Linked DNA regions of Zea mays: regions 1 and 2 are each linked to region 3. Evidence: chromatin contacts called from public Hi-C data. All regions are on one chromosome and are shown on one strand. Each heading gives the region's core, a stretch centred on a gene start, on an enhancer-like site or on the middle of the called end of the contact. The rest is flanking DNA. Distances are from core to core; before and after follow the strand shown. Region 1 holds the start of LOC100281427. Region 2 has its middle 4.9 kb from the start of LOC103646480. Region 3 holds the start of LOC542371 (extensin).

Region 1 (3,587 bases), core at 59-2,558, 190 kb before region 3:
GGAAAGGCTAGCGACAATGAAGACGCTCGGAAGTAAAAAAAAAAGGATTCTCTCGACTAGGGTAGTGTCCCGTAATAAAAAAAAAACAGCCTCTGCCGCGCCCCGCGCACTGTGCCGTAGCGTACCGTGGATGGGAAAGCGGGGAGGGGGGGGAGCAGGGGGGCCTGCCGGCGGCTCTACGCGTCTGCGGCTCTACGCGGCCCGGCCGGCAGGCGTAGGGGCGTAGTAAACTTAAACTCCGCTCGCTCGCTCTTCCCGCGTAGTAGTACTACATGGCCACTAAAGTTGCGGCCTTTCAGTCCAGAGGAACTGCTCCGGTGGAGAGAGAAACAAAATTACGGCAGAACCTAATTCCTACATATATGCAGAAATGCAGAGTCGAAGTCTCAAAAAAACAACAACAACAACAACACAAGTTTAGATACCCTTCCGTGAACCGAAATAATTGACTACTGGTAGCGTTGGATTGTTTGACAGAATATGAACAGAAGGCGAAGCGCTTGGTTCGGTTGCATGTGCTCTGCGGGTCACCGCGCCAATACAATTCGGCCTCCGGTCCTCCCAGTCCCAACCGGAGGAGGATGTGTTAATAATAAATGTGGCTACGGCTTCCGTTCGAAAGGGCGACGCCGCTCTAGGTCCATTCCCGACCCGACCCGACCCGACCCGACAGAAATTCGAAAGCGAAAACGGAGGCGCGCGGAGTCAGGGGTCAGGGCGACTTTTTCCCCTAAAATCCAGCGCTGGTATCCGGGGCTTATTTTTGCATGGTATTGGGTAGTACTCACCACTCTGTATTTGATGTGAATCAAATGTGGGCGACGCGCCGCGACGGTGCTCTTTCGGAGCAGCTCGAACCGTTCCAATCACTCACGCGCGCAACCAAACCGATCGAGATGGTAGGTAAAAAAACAAAAACAAAAAAAAACAAAAAAACCAGACGGGCGGAGCGGAGAAGCCAAAGCGGATCGCGGCGCCTAAAACGGAAGAGAGAGCACCGAGAATTCAGAGGCACGGCACTCACCCGCCGCGAGAGCACTCGACGGAGGGCTCTCCCGAAGCCGCCGGCGCCGCCGCCGACCTCCTCCCGCCGGCACGCGCCATCCCGGTTGCGGCCTGGATCGGAGGCCTTCGGCGGGAGGGTGTTTGGAGGGGACAGGACAGCGGGAATCGGAGGCGGGCGAGCTTGGGGGATGGGAAGGATCGGGCGCTCCTGTTGTAGTATTGGACGCGTCCTCTGCTCCGGACCCCGGCCGCCTCGTTTGCTCCGGTCTCCGTCCGTCCGTCCGTCGTCTCTGGTGGTCTTGGTTTCCAAGGCGGGCGTTTTGTCTCCGTCTCTCAATTGGCAGGCGCTCTTATTATGCTGGGCGGGCGTGGGCTGACCCCCGACGCGGTCTTCCAATTGGCCGCGTGGCGTCGCTTTCTCGGGGCCGGACTCGGGCCAGGGTGGGCCGGCTCGCCGGCCCCTGGATTCCTGTGCTACGACTCTTCTCCCTATCAGAGCATGTCCTTTCGTCATCAGATAAAAAAAAAATTGACGAAAGGCGACGAGGTCGTACCAGCAGCGACATGTCGTTCGCTAGGGCAGGGCACTGGTTCAGATAAAAAAGGAGCCAGAAAAGTTACTGGAACCTTACGTTACTACATACTTGTTGGCATCTCACCATACAAAAAAAAAACAGCGCAAGGCATCCGAAGCACTGATCCATCCTGCAGACGAAATAAAGCGTGATCCCCGTGTGCAAGTAGTCCAGACTGCATCGCATCACAGGTGCATGTGGTGGTGGAAGAAGGGAACTAGTGGCCTGGATTAAATCAAGTCACGAATCGCCCACCGTCGTCGTCTCCCAGCTCTGCCGAGTCCTGATGACCGAACCCACTTTTTAGGCTGTCAAAGGACATGAATGAATACATACTTTTGCATCCGAGCACGGGGCAAGCAAGGTCACGCTTTTGCCGATTGTTCTTCCTACCAGGCTACCACGGGCACACTAACTAGCTAGCAGCACTTTACACGGGAAACGGAATGGTGTGCACTAGTAGCATTCTTTTTTTTTCTCTTCCAGGTGCTGTTTATGTTAACATATAGAGATTAAGCCCAACAATGAACCGAGATACTGCTGTATGTATGATCCAGCAGTTTACGAGCATACTCTGATTGATTGATTAGCAAGCCAAAAGTTCCCTGGCTTTGGTGGTGCTGGCCTTCTAGTTTGCTGCTTCGGTATTTGTAACATGTTGCCAAATGGGCTGAACATAATTCAGCAAACCAAAAACAAGTGCCAAGTGGGGAACAATTGCGCTGCGCACCTGAGTTGAACAATTGGTGCTGTGACAGGAGAAGCGAGCAGCAGGTGCCAGGCTGCCAGCCGGCCGGCCGGCCGGGCAGCCGGCGCCCGGCGGTCGCTGGTCCGGATTCAGGAGGCAGGGTCTGCTGCCCCGGCCGTCGCAGCCACGGACACGGTCGGGGACTCGGGGTAAAGGTTAAGGCCTGCGCTGCAGATGACCCTAGCTACTGACGCCTACTGTACCAATTTATAGTAGTACACGTTTAACTAAGGCTTGGAACACCAAACCAACGAACAGAATAGACAGATCGTCAGTATCGGGATTCGGGAGTGCTCTTGTTACTGTAACCAACTGAAGGAATAGCATTGCTTAAGCCCTATGTATGCAGTATGCGTATGAGAAGCAAAGTCAAAGCCTCGCTTCGTAGTTCTTCCTTCTTATTTTTTATATAAAAAAAGAGGCGTACTTTGTCTCTTCTGCCCCCACACCATGTAAACAACGCCTGAACATGTGGCCGTGAACTTGCCAGGAGTTGGGTTGCAAAGGAAGATATGAGATGGTGGGGGTGGGGGGGGGGGGGGGGGGGGGGGGGGAATGGATTCGTTAATGCCTACTACTAGTCTACTACTGTAGAAGGATTCGACGCCTTTTGCATGGATATCTGTGCATTAACTCCGAAAAGTTCGGCAACATGCAACTGCAATGTCGCCGATCCGGCGATTCTTCGTCGGCAACGACTTTGTTGGAGTTTATCTTTTTTATATATAAAAACTTTTAAAACTTAAAATTGTTTTCTCAGTGTTGACCGATCTCATGCTTCTTTTACGGCGCCGTGAAGGGAACACTATCTCTAAGATCGCTCGTCCTCAGTCCTAACCCACACGGGGTGTGTTTGGGGCAAGTTTAAAATTTTAGGCAACGATCACTTGACTGCCCGTCCAATCGATCTCGTCGTCTATTACAATCCTACAGCGATCTCCACTGTATATAAGAAAACGATGCATTTCTCTCACGTAGTTAATACCGAATTAACTTGTTATATAGATATGGTGATTTTCGTGCATTAAGCGCTCGCCTTTGACATTAATTTAATCTTCGAAGTGCAGAGCTGTCTGACGTTCCAAAAAAAAAGCTTTATAGGCAATATATAATAGTAGCTTTGTTGATGTAATAATGAAATCTAACGAGAATTTTGGTGGGGTCAGACCTTAAGAGACGGTCCATGAATTTTGGTTTTTGTGGCTAGTTGCTATGGACCTATCATGTTGATTTAATGTACCAAATAATTAGAGACGTCT
Region 2 (3,942 bases), core at 36-2,535, 150 kb before region 3:
GGATCCTCCAGGGACGGGGGTTTGGGAAGTTAGGGGAAAGAGGATGTTGGCATGCGGGGATATGATCAATGTAAGGCGTAGTGAGTAGGATTAGGGAGTTTGTCCCGCCTCAATGGACGCCGCAACGGATTTGAGGTGGCTGCAGTGGCGCACGACGGGATTTGCGGGATTGCGCGCGTGCTGGCGTTAGGGCGGGTGTTAGGGTGGTTCGCCAAGGGCCGCGGCTTGGTTTGAGGCATGTGGCAATGGTCGGCGCGGGCGGTTCGCGGCGTGCGAGCGGCTTTCGCGGCGGTCTCGGCGGGCTTGCGGCGCGGCGTGGGGATGGTGGTAGGGCGGCATCGCAGATTTCGCGGCGGACTGAGGCGGGACTGCGGCTTGGGATCGAGGCGTGCGGAGGTGGGCGGAGGTAGGCGACTGAGGCGGCGAGTTTTCCGGCGCGCGCAGTCGTGCGGATGTGGGCGGTGGTGAGCGGATTTGGGGGCGACGTTTCCGGCGCGCGCAGGCATGCGGAGGTGGGTGGAGGTGGGCGCGGGGTTGTAGGGGGCGGGGGCGGTTTACAGAGGGATCTTAATTATTAGTAGAGATATGGTGAATTATTATGCTAAATATATGTAATTTATTATTTTTAAAATAAAAAATGTAATTGTGTCGTGCCCGTGCCAGTACTACGGGTCGAGATGGTGGTCCAGACACGGCACTATAGTATACTAGTTGGACCAGGTCATGTCTGGGCCGTGCTTTTTGTGTCGTGTCTGGATTGGCCCGTCGTGTTAGTGCCAAATGACCATCTATACCTATAGCTAGGGGTACACGCTCAACAAAGATGTGGTTGTTCGTGTGAGACTCGGAGGAACAAGAAACATAAGAGATATAACTCGCAAGCCCCAACCCCAATCACACACACAAGGGAATAGTATATCATATCTCATTCCTAGCTTAACCAACAAACATGCAGCCGCAAGTGGCAAAGAAACCCGTTGGTTAAGCTTAACTATAGTAGGAGGATTACTAAAGTCTGGATGCATGTCACTACGTACTCAAGTCAAAGGCTGTCCTCCAAACAACGCGGCCGAGCATGCATGTGCTGCTCCACTCCACCGGGCCAAGCATCGCCACGAAGATCTCCGCACCTTTTTCGCGAGGATCCCAGCGCATTAACTCCGAAAAGTTGTCCGGCCGGCGACGCTACTTTTTTACGCCGCCGACCGACGCGCCGTGGTTGGTTGGTCAGTCCAGTCCAGTCCAATCCAGTCGACGACGACGCGCGCGTGCCCAGTAGACAAAGGGAAGCCCGCCCGTCCGCCTTGCGGTTCGCCGCACGAACAGGAGCTGTTGCTCAGCCGAGGCTGGTCGCGCTGAACGTGCTCGACATACAAACCACGACGACGAATCTCTGCCACTCTGCCAGTGCTAAAATGTACCACCATGCCCAGCGCCAGCTGCCTGGTGATTGCACGACGCACTGCGCTTTGCCGACTGGGGAATCCTCCGCCACGCCACGCATGATTGGATGCGGCGGCCGCGGGGCGAGAGCGGAGTGCTGCACAAGTTGGGAGTTGGAACTGCAGTCTGCAGGTCAAGTGGCTCGTGTTCTTTACGTGCAAAGTCCACGCCCGCGAGGCCTTAGAGCACATGGGGTGGGATCGGGACGGGCGACCAGAGTACCAGGCTCTCGCGGGCGGGCTTGACAAATGACCACTTTTCGGGCTCTGGGGCTGCGCGCACACGATCATGCACCGGGGCATCGAAGGATCCAGATCCAAATCCAAAGGATTCGTTTAGGCCTGGGCCAGCCAACTTCGAGCGATCGAGACGGGGACCCGTATCAAGCTTGGCTGTTTGTTGTTAACGATGGGATGAGGGCACGATACGTGGGATTCGGAGCTTTTTAATCAGACCGGAATCGGCTCTGCGCCTCTGCGCCGGGATATGATTGGAGTGTGATGCGATAGGATAGGATTCCGAATACATTCGTACAAATCCCATCCCACTAGTCAGTCGTTACCATATGGATATGCATTGATGGATATGCTTCTCCCATCTCTCTGCTACCTTCTACTACGTACAATGAGTGTATGGCTTTTGTCCTGACTATACCATACGGGTATTGTCCTGATTCTATACTACTCTATAAGATAGTAGTGTAGACGTCCACCCGGTGTGGTGCACGGTTCTGCCTTCGTTCCACGCCCCTGCGTCCGGAAATCTCGCCGCGCCCCTACGCAATCACCTCCTCCTCCTCTCCCCTCACTACGCCGCCACCTCCTCCTCTCCCCCTCACTGCGTCGCCCTCCTCTCCCCCTCACTGCGCCGTCCCCTGGATCCTCGCCCCAGCCTCTCCAACCGCCTCCGTGCTGTCCCCTGGATCTCGCGTCGCGCGTCTGCACCACGCCCGTCACACACGCCGCGATTGGCGATTGGTGGAAAGCGATCCACGGCTTCAACTCCGACATCTCCGGCGAGCTCGAGCGCCTCGCTGCCACGACGGGGGCGGCGCTCAGATCCGACGTGCCGGACGCGGCCGCCGTGGATCTGAACGACCTCGAGTCCATGGATCTGTCGGCGGACGCTGCTCCGCTGGAGCACATGGAGTCGTTCGTGCTAGCATGCGTGCGGGTGCTGGCGAAGCATCGCTCCGACATCCGCGAGCAGATCGGCGTGTCGGGCGCCATCCCGGCGCTCGTGCCGCTGCTTCGGAGCACCGACCCATGGCGCAGGAGAGCACAGTCACCGCGCTGCTCAACCTCTCGCTCGAGGAGCAGAACCGGTCCGCCATCACGGGCCCTTGGCAGGCGCCCCCTCCTCCGCGCGGATCCCCACCCTCGAACCCGAGCCCTGGGCAGGCGCCGTCTCCCCCGCAGCAATCTCAGCCCCTCGGTAGACGCCCCCTCCTCCGCGACAATCTCCCCCGCGCCCTCGGCAAGCACTCCGCGGCAAGCGTCCTCTCCCCCGCGGCAATCTCGGCGCGTCCACACCGAGGATGTCGCGACAAGCTCCCTCTGCGCCCTCGGCAAGCTCCCTCCCCCGCACCCTCGACAAGCGCGTCCGCCTCAGATCCGTGTCCCAGCCACCTTCCGCCCTGGATCCGCGTCCGCATCCACGCTCTCCATGGAAGGCGTCCGTGATGCTCGCGTCATCCCTAAACCCCGCTCGGTCTCCATGGAAGGGACCTCCACCTCTTCCCCGGATCGGCCTTGCCATCCACGGATCTGGCCTCACCCCGGATTATGCTCGCGTGAAGGGCCAGTACTCGGCGTGGGTGGTCCAGAGCGCGGCACTGGTCACGTATCGGTGCCTCAGCGGTAGCCCCAAGAACCTACCTCCGCTGCCAAGGCCGACGACCAGGCTGCCGAGCCCGACGACAAGATGGGCGAGGAGTGGATTTTTTGAGACGTGGTTGACAGCAATGGATAGTAGGTTACCATTTTCCTTGACTACCGATGAAGGTAAGGGAATAGCAGCTGCTATTGCAAAAGTATTTTCTCAGTGTTTCCATCGTCTTTGCAGATGGCGCATCTTGTCTAGATGCAAGAAGAGACTGACTGATGCCCGCACAAGGTTTCCTGGGTTACATGAGGAGCTCAAGAGATGTGTCAATGGGTGTGATATCGCAGTTATTTTTGACATGCTCTGGGGCTCCATTCTTGACAAGTATGGCCTAAGAGACGATAATTGGCTGCAGTCACTGTATGAAATAATAAGGCACAAATGGGTTCCTGCATACCTAACCAACTTCTTTTTCGCTGAGCTTTCCTTAACTCACATAGTAGAAACAGTCAGTAAGTTTTATAGGAATAACTTCAGTTCAAGACATGGGAGGAGGCAGTCCAGTACCAGTTCTACGACGACGTCTAGGCACGACTAGAAGCAGACACCGCCGAGATGGCCTTTCCGGTGAGTCCCTCATGCTCCAGTGCTCATTCTGAATTTTTTTTTATCTTC
Region 3 (4,063 bases), core at 1,393-3,892:
ATTATCAAATAAATCTTAGGCGCTGTTAATTTTTCCAACAATTTTTATGTGTGTGGTGGATCGGAGGTGCAAGAGAAGTAAATTAAGGTCGTGTTTGGTTTGCTAGGGATAATAAGGATCCAATTACTACACAAAATCCAACAAAAATGCAGTGGAGGCTTGATAAGGTAATATTCTCCTTTGCTGCACTAATACCAAGGGCTTGATAAGAATGCTCGCTAATACGACGATTCCCACCGACAGGACGACGCAGTTCACCCGCGGATATTTTGGTTCTGGAAGTACTTACTGATGGCCGGTGTGTGTCCGCCAAACAAATTCCAGCTAGCGCTGGCTGCCAGCCGGCCGGGCGTTTTCCCGGGCGGTGTTTGCGCGTGCCCAGTGTGGCCACGCCAATAAAGACGAGCTGGACATCAGGAGGACTGGAGGAAGAGGAGGAGCATCTCGATCTCGATTTCCGCGGAAATGGTGATCGGTCTCGCCTGTTTTCCTGCGGTTTGGCTTGGACGTTCGGTTCAGCGGGCGGGCGGACGGATGGACCGGAGGAGGGAAGAAAGAAGACAAGCGTCCCAGCCTTTTTCAGTTTTCAGCGACGACCCAAAAATGCCTTTGCTCAGATGAACGCACATGCCCCTCGTCGTCAGCCACTTGTGGCCTTGTGGGGGGCAACGTCCTCCCCCATTTCCTTTCTGCGCAACCGCGTATACTTGTGTTCGTTCGTCCCTGGCCTTAAGCCCTTTTTACATCAGCTCCTTGCAGAATGAGTGGGTGGGTGTCAGTGCTGCAGTACCCCCAAAATTTCTGCAGCTTTTCTCATGTTGCAGAACACGGTGAAATGCTCTGGGTAAAGGTAAAAAATCAAGAGCCGAAATGCACACAAGCGTAGCAATGCATCTAATTAGCTGGGCCCTCGTTCTTAAGCGCTCTGGTGATCTACTACTATTCCTAAAGGCAAGTGTCTTGTTCAGATCCAACCAGATCTCTCGATTCATTAATTCACTGCTTGTATCTCAGGTCGAACACATTGTTCCACTTTCCCCTTATGCATGCCATCATAATGAAAAAAAAGAAAAAAACATTTGAAAAAAAGGCAACTTTGGAACAATTCCACCGTTAAAAAAATAAATCTGAATCTCAAAGTTAACAGGATAATGTTGGACTGTGAAGCGATTGATTTATTATATTGCATAGCCCTAATCCTAATGGGTCGGTAGCCCAACAGTGGTGCCCGCCCCTCCACATACAGTCTAACATCCTTCAGCAGTCGCAACGGGGGCACCACACACGATGAGACTGTAGTAGAAGCCGAAGGTAGAAGCCGACGAGTTGATACCCCTGCAATCGTAGCGTGATGAGGGTGTGAATGTTGCCGATGTGTGGACTTCGAGGAAATGATAGCCCCTGGATGCCGAGATAGCCGAAGTCGAGGTGGTCGTGGTCGGGAGACACGCAGCAGTAGCCTATTCTTTGGTAGGGGTCGATGTTCAAGCGTCAACGATCGGCTGGGCGACATAAAAATTAGCACCAGGGTGACCTTCTTGCTTCTTCGATCGTCTGGACGTCGAGGAGCCCCGCGGCAGCGCACGCGTCTGCACCGTTATGGTGGCCGCGCTCGCGATGGAATAGAAGGGGTAATGATGGATCCGGCCAGGAAGGCCACGACATCGACGGATCCAACCGGCAAGACGGCGATCCGGTTAAATAGACGACGGATCTAGCTGGGAAGGTAGACTCTATATTAAATGAGGTTGTACATGCCCTAATAACTTTATAAATCTAATTTATTCAGAGGCAAGGTAGTAGTATTATCTTTCCCAACGGATAGTTATCTGATCTGCCGTTCAGCTTGATCGATAACTTTATAAATCTAATTTATTCAGAGGCCGGCGGCAGCGCACACGTCTGCACCAGTAATGTTAGCCGCGCCTGTGGCGTAATAGAAGGGGTAACGATGGATCCGACCAGAAAGGCCTCGACATTGACGGATCCAGACGGCGATCCGGTCAAAGAGACGACGAATCTAGCCGAGAAGGTAGATCTCTCGAGAGAGTTCATATTAAATGATGTTGTACATGCCATAATAACTCTATAAATCTAATTTATTCATAGGCGAAGGTAGTAGTATTATCTTTCCCAGCGGATCGTTATCTGATCTGCCGTTCAGCTTGATCGATCCACGTCGTTTGATCTCGGCGAGCAGCACATGGCGGCTCTTCTTGTGTACAGGTCTCACTCTCTGCTACTTCAGTGCAAGGCGGAGTGAATGCACACAATAACGTGAGTATTGTGGGAACTACTTGTAGATGCAAACGATGTAAATCCACCTGCTCCACCAAGTGCCCGCCCGGCTCTATCCATTCCATTCGTCAACATGCAGGTTCAGACTGGCCCGTGCTGGACCAGTGAGCGGTGCCGGTGAACCCCAATGCAAGCGAAGCGAGTGACCATCGGGGAAGCCTCCCGTGCTGCCCCCACATGGCTTGCCTGAATGCCTCTCTCTCGCCGCAGTGCCCTCTCTCTCTCCTCCTCCTCTCCGTCGAAGGGCGTCACGAGAGCCCAGAGGGCATCCGAGGCCCCCACCCCACCCCTTCCTCCGTGTATATAAGCAGTGGCAGGGTGAGCGTCTCTCCTCAGACCACCACTGCGCCATTGGCCAGCTAGAGCCAACCAGAAGAGCTTGCAGTTACTGAGAGTGTGTGAGAGAGAGAGGATGATGGGTGGCAGCGGCAGGGCTGCTCTGCTGCTGGCCCTGGTGGCCGTGAGCCTGGCCGTGGAGATCCAGGCCGACGCCGGGTACGGGTACACCCCGACGCCGACGCCGGCCACCCCGACCCCGAAGCCGGAGAAGCCCCCCACCAAGGGGCCCAAGCCGGAGAAGCCGCCAAAGGAGCACAAGCCGCCCAAGGAGCACGGGCCCAAGCCGGAGAAGCCGCCCAAGGAGCACAAGCCGACGCCGCCCACGTACACCCCGAGCCCCAAACCCACGCCGCCGACGTACACTCCCACCCCGACGCCCCCCAAGCCGACGCCACCCACATACACTCCCGCCCCTACGCCCCACAAACCCACTCCCACTCCTCCGACGTACACCCCTTCCCCCAAACCTCCGACACCTAAGCCGACCCCGCCGACGTACACTCCAAGCCCCAAGCCACCGGCTAGCAAGCCTCCCACGCCCAAGCCGACCCCGCCGACGTACACCCCTTCTCCCAAGCCTCCGACACCTAAGCCGACCCCGCCTACGTACACTCCAAGCCCCAAGCCACCGGCTACCAAGCCTCCGACGCCCAAGCCGACCCCACCGACGTACACCCCTTCCCCCAAACCTCCGACACCTAAGCCGACCCCGCCTACGTACACTCCAAGCCCCAAGCCACCGGCTACCAAGCCTCCCACGCCCAAGCCGACCCCGCCGACGTACACCCCTTCTCCCAAGCCTCCGACACCCAAGCCGACCCCGCCGACGTACACCCCTTCCCCCAAGCCTCCGACGCCCAAGCCGACCCCGCCGACGTACACTCCAAGCCCCAAGCCTCCCACACACCCGACGCCCAAGCCGACCCCACCGACGTACACCCCTTCCCCAAAGCCTCCGACACCTAAGCCGACCCCGCCGACGTACACGCCTTCCCCCAAGCCTCCGACACCCAAGCCGACCCCACCGACGTACACTCCAAGCCCCAAGCCACCGGCTACCAAGCCTCCCACGCCCAAGCCGACCCCACCGACGTACACTCCCACACCGAAGCCGCCGGCCACCAAGCCGCCCACCTACACTCCGACGCCGCCGGTGTCTCACACCCCCAGCCCGCCGCCACCTTACTACTAGAAACCGATGCCTACCATACCACACTGCTGTCAGTCTCTGGAGCATTTAGGTACGTACTAATACTACGTACAACGGTACAAGAATGGAGCATGCAATATGCATGCACACTACATACATTTAGTATGCTTGTGTCAAATGTATCGTCAGTATCATACTGATCTCCTGGCATAGTCTGGCACTAACCATAGGCTCTCCTTTTCTTTTGTGTTGGGACAGGTGGTCTCGATCGATGGA

Evidence for each region. A called contact is a pair of places that touch in the nucleus more often than the background predicts.
Region 1: a Hi-C map of endosperm shows a contact between it and region 3, with 4 times the contacts expected there. The contact joins the promoter of LOC100281427 here to the promoter of LOC542371 in region 3. A contact is called at or near these places in 11 of 25 Hi-C or Micro-C datasets (bundle sheath, ear, endosperm and 4 more).
Region 2: a contact with region 3 is called in a Hi-C map of tassel, with 3 times the contacts expected there. The contact joins the enhancer-like site here to the promoter of LOC542371 in region 3. A contact is called at or near these places in 2 of 25 Hi-C or Micro-C datasets (ear and tassel).

What each region holds. Positions count from the first base shown.
Region 1 is chr2:56,902,199-56,905,785 of Zm-B73-REFERENCE-NAM-5.0, reverse strand. It overlaps LOC100281427, which reads right to left and starts at 1,308. Exons shown (of 8, transcript NM_001368010.1): 1 at 1,025-1,308.
Region 2 is chr2:56,860,839-56,864,780 of Zm-B73-REFERENCE-NAM-5.0, reverse strand. No RefSeq gene overlaps it. Among protein-coding and RNA genes, the nearest start is that of LOC103646480, 4.9 kb to the right of the region's middle. Within about 2 kb of position 1,285, at least 14 of the 20 cell types and tissues checked have an H3K27ac peak or open chromatin away from gene starts, as enhancers often do. A contact at or near this core is called in ear and tassel, where this site is marked.
Region 3 is chr2:56,708,664-56,712,726 of Zm-B73-REFERENCE-NAM-5.0, reverse strand. It overlaps LOC542371 (extensin), which reads left to right and starts at 2,642. Exons shown (of 2, transcript NM_001111947.2): 1 at 2,642-3,878; 2 at 4,046-4,063. The coding sequence starts at 2,711. The coding sequence ends at 3,829.